Linked DNA regions of Sus scrofa: region 1 is linked to region 2. A link is a contact called in public HiChIP or PLAC-seq data. All regions are on one chromosome and are shown on one strand. The core of a region is the stretch at or near the end of the contact, and the rest is flanking DNA. Distances in the headings are between cores, read along the strand shown.

Region 1 (4,325 bases), core at 735-3,234, 80 kb before region 2:
CAATGAAATGTGAGTGGAATTGACTTATATTGCTTTCAGAAAGAACCTGTTTGCCATTCACCTTCCTTGTGCCTATCCTGCAAGTGGGGAAGTTCCGGAGATGGGCTGGAGGCATCTAAGCCATCTGGTTACTTAGTGAGAATCTCTGAGTGAAGCTCTCCCTACTCCCTCCCTTCTTCCTACCAGAGATGAACAAATGAGTAGGAAATAGAATTTTTCGTCGTTTTAAAGCCACTAAAACTTTTGGATTTTTTGTTACTGCACCATCACCTAGCCCATCCTTACCAATGCAGATTACCGTGAAGGTGTTCAGGAAAGCTACAGAAGCTGATCATCTTGGCAATTAAAATACAAAAAGAACCAATAACTAAAACGATTCACTGATAATTCCAAAAGCACCTTCACTAATGATTTCACTTGCTTTCCCAATTGTGTCTGTTCTAGAAAACATTATGAGATTTCAAACTTCGTTTTTTAAAAATTTGTGAAAATGTAAAACTCTGTCTTCACTATTGAGGAAATGATGAGCAATGAATACTTCCATGTAGGAATGAAAAAAAAAAAAAAAGGTGGATAAAGATAAGCCACAAAACAGGGTGAGTGGAACTGAATTCAGAATTCACACTAGTTTCCAAGGAGCATTAAAATATGTTTTCCAGACTTGTCCATAAATTTCCACTAATGCACAGTACCTCTAAGCAAACTTTGGGTGTCTTAGCTTCAGTTCGGCCCCCCGCGCATATACAGAAATACACGCACAATCACCGTGGTGCTGAAGTAAAACATGTCATTGGAGTTTATACCTAACCAAAAGATTTCTCTCTCTCTTTGAAGAAATATTTTCTCTCTAGAGCAGCGTATAATTCATTCCGTAACATTTGTTAAGTGCTAATCCCTTGCCACGCTCTGTACTAGGGCGAAGCAGGTGAAAGATATCAAGGTACAGATGTCTCAAAGGGTCGCTGCCCTCCAGGAGTTTACTTATTGCAGAGCATAAGTTTCTCTTTTTGGAGTTTTCACTCAGCCACACTTAAACCCTCATAAACGATTTCCGGTGAAAAGCCCCGCATCTTTCTCCCAATATTTACAGAGTCTCGCTTTCCAAGAAGTCATCGCCCTGGAAACTGAAGTCACTGCAGGATGTCCCTCTGGATATCTGGCAATTATTTTGGATGCAGCCCAGTCACTGGCTTGCTTTTTCCCTGCTGTGGCAGGATGACTGTGATCCCCAAAAGTTTCCAGCACTTAAAGCACAAAGCGCTGTTCAAACCCTCAAGAGACGGACAACTTTTGCCACTTTCATCGCCTTTCTATTGCGGAGCCTAAGGAGGTTAAGTTGGTTGGGTCAGACACGACGACGCCGGCAGCGCACAGTCTTAGGCGCGGGAAATTAGAGGCTAAACCCACAAGCCGCGCAGTGCTGTGCAGTCTATGCTAACCCAAGTGTGCGAATTGGACTGGAGAGGAACCCATCCCTGATGGACTACAAAATCCGGCATGCACCGCGCCGTGGCGACGAGCTCCACTTCGGGGGTCCCAGCGCAAAGGGGTCTGGGAAGTGAAGTCTCCGGGTGTCCGGAGTTGCGTCGGGAAGGCAGAAGGGAGGCGTGACTAGTCCGCTCCATTGGCGCGCCGGTTCCTGGCCGGGCTCCGAGCCTCCCGCTCCCGCTCAGGGTTTTCGCGGGCGGCGGGAGCAGTATGGCTAGCTTGAGTAAACTCCGGGGGGAGGGGAGGGAGGGGAGGAGATGGGGAGTCGGGGTCAGCGGAAGCTGCAGGTTGCTTCCTTCTCCTCAGCTCCCTCCCCGCCTCTCCCTGAGGGAGCGGTGGGAGGGGGAGGGGATGGGAGAGGGACGGTAGTGTGACACGTGTCAATCAACCCCCCTCCGGGGGGCGCGCGCTCCGGGGCTCGCGCTGAGGGCTCGCGCCCCTGCCTCGTGCCTGCGCCGCTCGTATGTAAATGAGGGCGCGTGACGCGGGACGCAGATGGACAAGGGAAGAGAGAGAATGGCCGCTGCCGCCGCCGCCGCTGCTGCCGCCGCCGCCGCCGCCGCTCAGTGCCGGAGCCCTCGGTGCGCGGCGGAGAGGAGAGGATTCCGGCGGGAACTCGACTCTTGGCGCCACCGCCTCATGCACTGTGTAGGTAAGAGAGACACGGGCCGGGGCCCCGGCTCCGCGCGGCGACGGCTGCCGCAGCCCGAGGAGTTTGTGGCTGAGGGGTTTACTTGAATCTCCCGTTCGGGTCAGTTCAATGGGGGAGCGAGATGGGAGCGGCGGCGGCGCGGCAGCTCCGGCGCTCGCCTTTTGTCTGGGGGCTCCTCGCCCGGCGCACTCCGCGCTCCTTCCCCTCCTCTGCGCTTGGGCTCCCCGGGAACTGTTAGTTCGGACCCGCTCTCCGAGCCCCCGAAGAAGCGGCTCGCTCGCGCTCTCCCCGAAACTCCCCGGCTCCCCTCGCCGCTCGCCGTCCACCTTGTCAGGAGGGAGGAAACGGGCCGGCGGGGTCGGCGCCCGGGTGGAGAGGAGCCGGCGGGTAGAGCCGGCGGGAGGAAGGCGGGCTGGTCCGCGCCCCCGCCGGGCGCTCACACACCCCCTTCTCGCCGCCGGGGGCTGGGCGGGCCGACGCGGCCGAGTTCCCGGGGACGGGGACCTGAGCGACCCCCGGGCTGTTGCGGGGCCGCGGGTGGGCCCGCTGGGGGCGAGGGGCGGTGGGGGCGTCGCCCGAGGGCGGGGGCGCCCAACTCTGCCCTCTCGCGCTCGGCGGCGGCGGCGGCGCGGTGTGTACCCCTTTAAGAAGGAGCCGTTCGAGCGCTGACGGTTGGGATTTGAAGTTCTTCCTCCCTCTTTGGAAGTCTGGTCAGAGAGGGGGGTGTTGTCATGGTGACGGCACCCCCCCCCCCGGTCTCCTCGCGGACGCCCCGAAGACTCGGGTCCTCTTTTACTGTCATGTGATGGACCCTTCCCCGCACAGACACGCACATAACCCTCCCCACCTCCCATTCCCGTTCTCTTGCAATTCCGTCTTCCCTTTTGGTTGGGTCGGAATCGTTTTGCTTCAAACTTCTGGCCTGGGGGCTGTCATTCTGCGGGTTGCTGGGGGGTGGCGGGAGGTGGCGGGACCTCCCCACCTTGCCCCCGTCGCTTTTTTGTCTGAGTCGTGTGCGTGGAACTGTTATCCAGCAGGTTGGTTGAGTGGGCACCGAGGGGATAACGCGGGTTATGGGATGGGGTGTGTTGTGTTTGTTTTGGAAGAGGTTGATGGGTAGGAGAGTAGGAGCAGAGGTAGGAAGGAAGGTTGCATTGTCTAATGAGTGGATAGTGGCTCGCTCGACTGGCGATTAAATCTTGGCGTTTAGAGTTGAGGAGTAATCTTAGCGCCCTAAGACAAAATTACTCTCTTACCTCTTTTCCATCTGTTCTTGCGCCACCTCGCGCCCCATTTCCCCTCACCCCCCTCAGATTTGTTTGGTTAGTGCCTGAAGATCTTTCTTGTTTTTCACTAGTGAAAAGGAGATTGTGGTAGGATAAACTAGTACAACTTCAGCTGAGAAATGTGCACTGCAGAAACCGATGGATATAGAGAACACGTACCAGAAGGAAGGTTGCTCTGATTAGGGACATAAGTTATGTTTAAGCAATTCACTCTTTTACCCTTATGAAATATGTTTTGGTTCTATCTAAGAAAACATTCTGGGAAATAGCTTTGGTCAAGTATTCATAAATAATTTTACTTTTTTTAAAAAAAACTCTCAAGGTATTATTCCACATATAAAAATTTTAAGCCAAGTGTTGCTAATGTTTCCTGAATGCAAATGGACCTGATTTTTATAATTGCTTTTGTAAGGTCTCTTCCACTGACAACCTGTTTGAAATTTGTTGAGTTTGTTCGGTTAGAATCAGGCAGGATAATAGCATTCTAACACTGGCTCACGCTCTCAGTCAGCTGTGTTGTTTTGCCAAGGCTCACGGTGCTTTGACGATGTCTGGACAATTTTCATGTTTTAGAATACTTTGTTTTTCACTTTTTTCTCATCTTGCTTATTTATATACATTACTATGGCTTTGTCTCTCAAAAATATATTGCTTTTGAAAAAGAGACGAATTTTAATTAAACAAAATTAATTGAATTTGATGGAAAAGGGAAATATGATAGATTTCTGTCTTACTACTTCAATACCAAATAGAATTGGAAGACACTGAAATTGAGTTAATGCTGGGTGTCGAATATGCAGCTCCATATTGCATTTTAATGTACCATACGCTTTGCAGTATTTGAAAGGAAATTTTTCCTGAGCTCTGACTATATTTGAAGATTGTTACCTTTTCCTATT
Region 2 (4,302 bases), core at 244-2,743:
CTGTTAATGCTGTCCTTTATTCCTTTTGAAGAGTGAAGAGCCATTTACTTATGAAATTTATCCTGTTACATTGTTGTGGTACCATTGTAGATCCCTGAATAGGTAGATGAGTAAGATACAGCATTTAGTCTCAAGCAGGACACCGGCATGTTGTAGAGTAGGATACAGTGGGGATAGAATAGAGAGAGTAGTTCATGTGCTCTTGAGTCTCCTGTCCATATTTAACATTTACTCAGGAATGTTGAAATTGAAGACCAAATGAGCCTCAGGATATTCCTCCAAGAAGAATGCAGTCTTTATATTGTATACTTCTGTCCTGGATTGCTAACTCCTAGAGAGCAGAAAATATGTATTATCTCGGTGTCTCTTTTATTTCCCCGAGCAAGTACTGTAGTTATTTTAGAGTCTTGGTAATTGATTTTTAATAGCTTTACTTGTAACAATGAAAGGTGATTTTTAGTTAAAATATAGCTCTGTAACTCTGTAGCTATGGCATTATTTTCTAGATAAAAAATTTTAATGCTTGTTATTAGTAAATTTTTGCATTTTCTTTAGTGTCTCATTCCATTTAAAATTAAAAGTAGTAAATTAAGGAAGCAACATTTGGGAGGAGCTTTGATGGCTCATATTCAATAGGCAAGACAGACCAATAGTATTAGTCTTGTTAAAGTTTAAGCCTGCATTCTGCAGTTTACCTTTCTGCCTGTTACTTTAGCAAATAGATATTCTCCATGATCTTGTCATGTCCAGAGAACAATACATTTAAACCGTATAGTAGTCCTTATCAAACAACTGATTTAGGATAGCATTTTTACAGCCTTATTTGGGTTTCATTATATTGTTAAAGTATTAGATTTTCTTTGGTAGAGAGTCTGCTTTTTAACACCTTTATTTTGTTTCCTCTTTGTTCCCAGTAGTGCCCCAGCTTTAGCAGATCTAAAAGCTTCTCTGAAGATGTTGGTTGTCTCTCTAAGTACCACACTGGTCAACAGTGGGTATTTTCTATAAGTAGATATGCAAGCGCTTGTGGCATACTCAGCCGTAGTTCTCCTACAGTAGCCTCTGGACAATAACTTCTAAACTCTGTTGACAGTGGCTGTGCTAGGAATAAGGAGTTGTCTAAACAACTGCTCTCTTGGGTCAGAGATTGATACTGCTTAATAGCAAGTGCCATAGCTGCTGAGGAAGCAGAAAAAAAAAGACATGGGAAATGACTCAGCACTCCAAATAATTTCCAGTCAGATTTTCACTACAACACACATACTGTGTAGAGAGATATAAGCATTGAGATAGTGCATCTAGGGCAACTTGCCTGACTGCATCCTTGTAAGAAGAAAATGGTTTACTCCTTCTATTCAGTATTATAACGAATTGTTTGTTATCTCTAGGGTCACAGGCCAACTAAAAGACTTGTGCAATTACTAGTCAGCTGTTACGACCCTAGCTTGCATGACAGAATGCATCAGTAGATGGTACAAGAAGTAGAAACTGAATGAAAAGGTTGGGGGTGAAGTGTGTGGGACATAGAACGATCATTGTATCAGCAGTCTGTGGTTATGGTGATTATCAAGTAATTCCTAATGGGAATACATTTTTAAAAACTAGTTTAAATACAATTGTGATTTCTTTTCTTTCTCTGAAAATATTCTGAACCCTCTGGATTTTTTCTACCTTACTTTTTTTCACATGCTATTCTCTGACCTTTCTCTCTTATTCTGCTTCACAATTGTAAGAAATGAAGCAGAGAATGTAGTATTTTTATAATTGTGATTTACAAATTATTTTTTTCTTTTTTTAGGGCTGCTCCAGCGGTGTATGGAAGTTCCCAGGTTAGGGATTGAATCAGAGCTGCAGCTGCCAGCCTACGCGACAGCCACAGCAACATGGGGTCTGGGCCTCATCTGCGACTACACCACAGCTCAGGGCATTGCTGAATCCTTAACCCACTGAGTGAGATCAGGGATGGAACCTGCATCCTCATGGATACTAGTCGGGTTCTTAACCCCCTGAGCCACGACTGGAACTCCTAAATTGCCGTTTTTAAATAGCATATGCTATTTTGCTGTTTTGATTTCCATAATATCATTTTATCAAGTTTTTATGACTCAAATTTTACTTTCTAGCTCAGGGGTTTTTGACCTAACTATTTTCCTCCAAAAGTTCCTGGGCAGGATTTCATGGGTTTTGTACATGAATGGAGGAAAAAAATGACATTTTTATTTTCCCTAACCCCCCAGCTGAGATTTAACTTTTCCTTCAAATATAACAATAAAAATTATAGATATTTTTATATTACATTGTTTATCTATTTTGAAATTATAGATATTAGACTTACTACTAGATTTTATATTTTAATGCATTAAGAAGAAAGTACATATATTACTGTATCTTAGTTTTTAAAACTTTACATTGTATTTCAGTATAGTTGGATTCTTTTGTAATCTTACAAATTTGTGCATTTAATACATGATTTTGAGGAGAACTGAAAATCTTTATCCACACTGCCAAAGGAATTCTTGCACAAAAATAGGTTAAGAATCCTGTCTTCCTCCTTTACTATTTGATCTTCCTGCTGTCCCCAGAATGTTATTCATTAAGGACTGTCCTTAGAATTTATATATACATACATGGGTATATTTATGTACATATATGTATTTCCCTTGAAACCGCCCCCCTCTAATTTCAGCAAATCTAAACTAATTTTCCTTTTTAAGCCTGTTCATTTTCTTATGTTCCCCATTTAATTAGTGCCGTTGATACCTTCCCATTCACACAGGATTAAGATACAAGAATTATTTTTGATTCTTTGTTCTTTCTTACAACCTCCTCTAAAAGTGGTTATTAGTAAGTCACTAGGGATTATTAATCAGGCTGCTATGAAAACTCATATACTTTTTGGACATCTTTTTCACTTCTCTTGGGAATAGAGTAGAATTGCTGGGTCATAGCATCAATGTATATTTAAAATATATTAGAAACTGAAAAATCATCCTCCCAAATTTATTGTTTCATAGACTCATTAGAGATGCATGAGAGTTCTAGTTGCTCCAGATCTCTGTCAGCAACTACTGTTATCCTGTTATCCATCTTTGTTATTAGCTATTCTAGTAGGGGTGAAGTGGTATCTCATTTTGCTTTAAATTGCATTTTCCTGATAACTAATAATGTTGAGTGCTTTTTCAAGTTCTTATAGGCAGTTTGTAGAACTTCTTTTTTAGAGGATCTGTTCAATTCATTTGCCCATTTTTAGTTGGGTTGTTTGCTTTCTATTGTTGATGTGAATGTATTTATAAATTCTGAATACAAGTCTTTTATAAGATCACTAAAATGTCTCGTGTTTGTTAAATAGGACTTTAACTTTGTTGAAGGGGCTTTATACCTCCTAATTTGTGAGCCTTGTAAGGTAGAAGACAGTTTTGATATCCTCCATGTGATAGCTAAATTAACTAGACACATAGATGAAAACTAAGCTAAAGACTAAGAAAACTAGGAAAAATTTAAAGGGAATCTCTAAAAACTTGAGAGAGCCTTGGCAACTTTACTTTTTTGAGGTGCAAACTGCTGTATATTTTAGTTGTTTTATAGAACCAATTAAGCTTTAAATATATTTACAAAATAAAATTGTATTCACAAGATCATTATTAGATGTACAAAAGGTATTAATTTGTAATATCCAGGGAGCCCAGTAGAGAGATGGAAATTTTAAGTTGTAGGGTTAAAGCCTTTTTTTTTTCAGTCCTGCCACATATAAATAATGTATAACCTCTTTCAAAGATGACGTTAAAATTGTAAATACGTAGCAAATTTGTAAATGTGAGACCCAAGTCAAATGACTCTCCTGGCTGCTTCCGTGCTAAATATAACACTGGACCAGACTTTGTTCCATTTTTCACTCTTTGGTTCCTCTTTTTATTTGAGAAAAATACCTTATCAGTAGAAAAATTGATAATTAATATAATGACTTAGAAATTTTCTTTTTATATGGCTTAGCTGTATCTCTTAATTGTGAAGGCAAGAGGGTGTGCTGCTGTTTGTCTTCTGGTGTACTAAGCGTCATGCTTGTTAATATCTTTCTCTGGAGGATGAGAAAAGGAAAAGAAATTTAAGTCTATAAGATTTTCCATTTATTGCCTCCTTCCCAAGAGATTTACACTAAGGTAAGGATGAAATTATTAATGAAAATGAAGTTTTTTTTTTTAATTTGGGAGATTCAGCTAGCTCATGTTTTCTTACATTCTTTTCTTACAAATGCTTTAAAAAGTTAGATATATTAATACTTACTACTCTTTATATTGAAGAATT

What was found. HiChIP or PLAC-seq counts read pairs in DNA pulled down with a chosen protein or histone mark.
Region 1: an H3K27ac HiChIP or PLAC-seq map of alveolar macrophages shows a contact between it and region 2, with 4 times the contacts expected there. The contact joins the promoter of LCORL here to the enhancer-like site in region 2. A contact is called at or near these places in 1 of 5 promoter capture datasets (liver), 9 of 47 Hi-C or Micro-C datasets (brain, embryonic fibroblasts, fetal heart ventricle and 4 more) and 2 of 2 datasets of contacts at active chromatin or transcription factors (alveolar macrophages and skeletal muscle).

The regions. Positions count from the first base shown.
Region 1 is chr8:12,966,794-12,971,118 of Sscrofa11.1, reverse strand. It overlaps LCORL (ligand dependent nuclear receptor corepressor like), which reads left to right and starts at 1,984. Exons shown (of 7, transcript NM_001195345.1): 1 at 1,984-2,140. The coding sequence starts at 1,984.
Region 2 is chr8:12,886,697-12,890,998 of Sscrofa11.1, reverse strand. The region is part of intron 4 of LCORL (ligand dependent nuclear receptor corepressor like); the gene reads left to right. Among named protein-coding and RNA genes, the nearest start is that of LCORL, 80 kb to the left of the region's middle. Within about 2 kb of position 1,493, at least 5 of the 83 cell types and tissues checked have an H3K27ac peak or open chromatin away from gene starts, as enhancers often do. A contact at or near this core is called in alveolar macrophages, where this site is marked.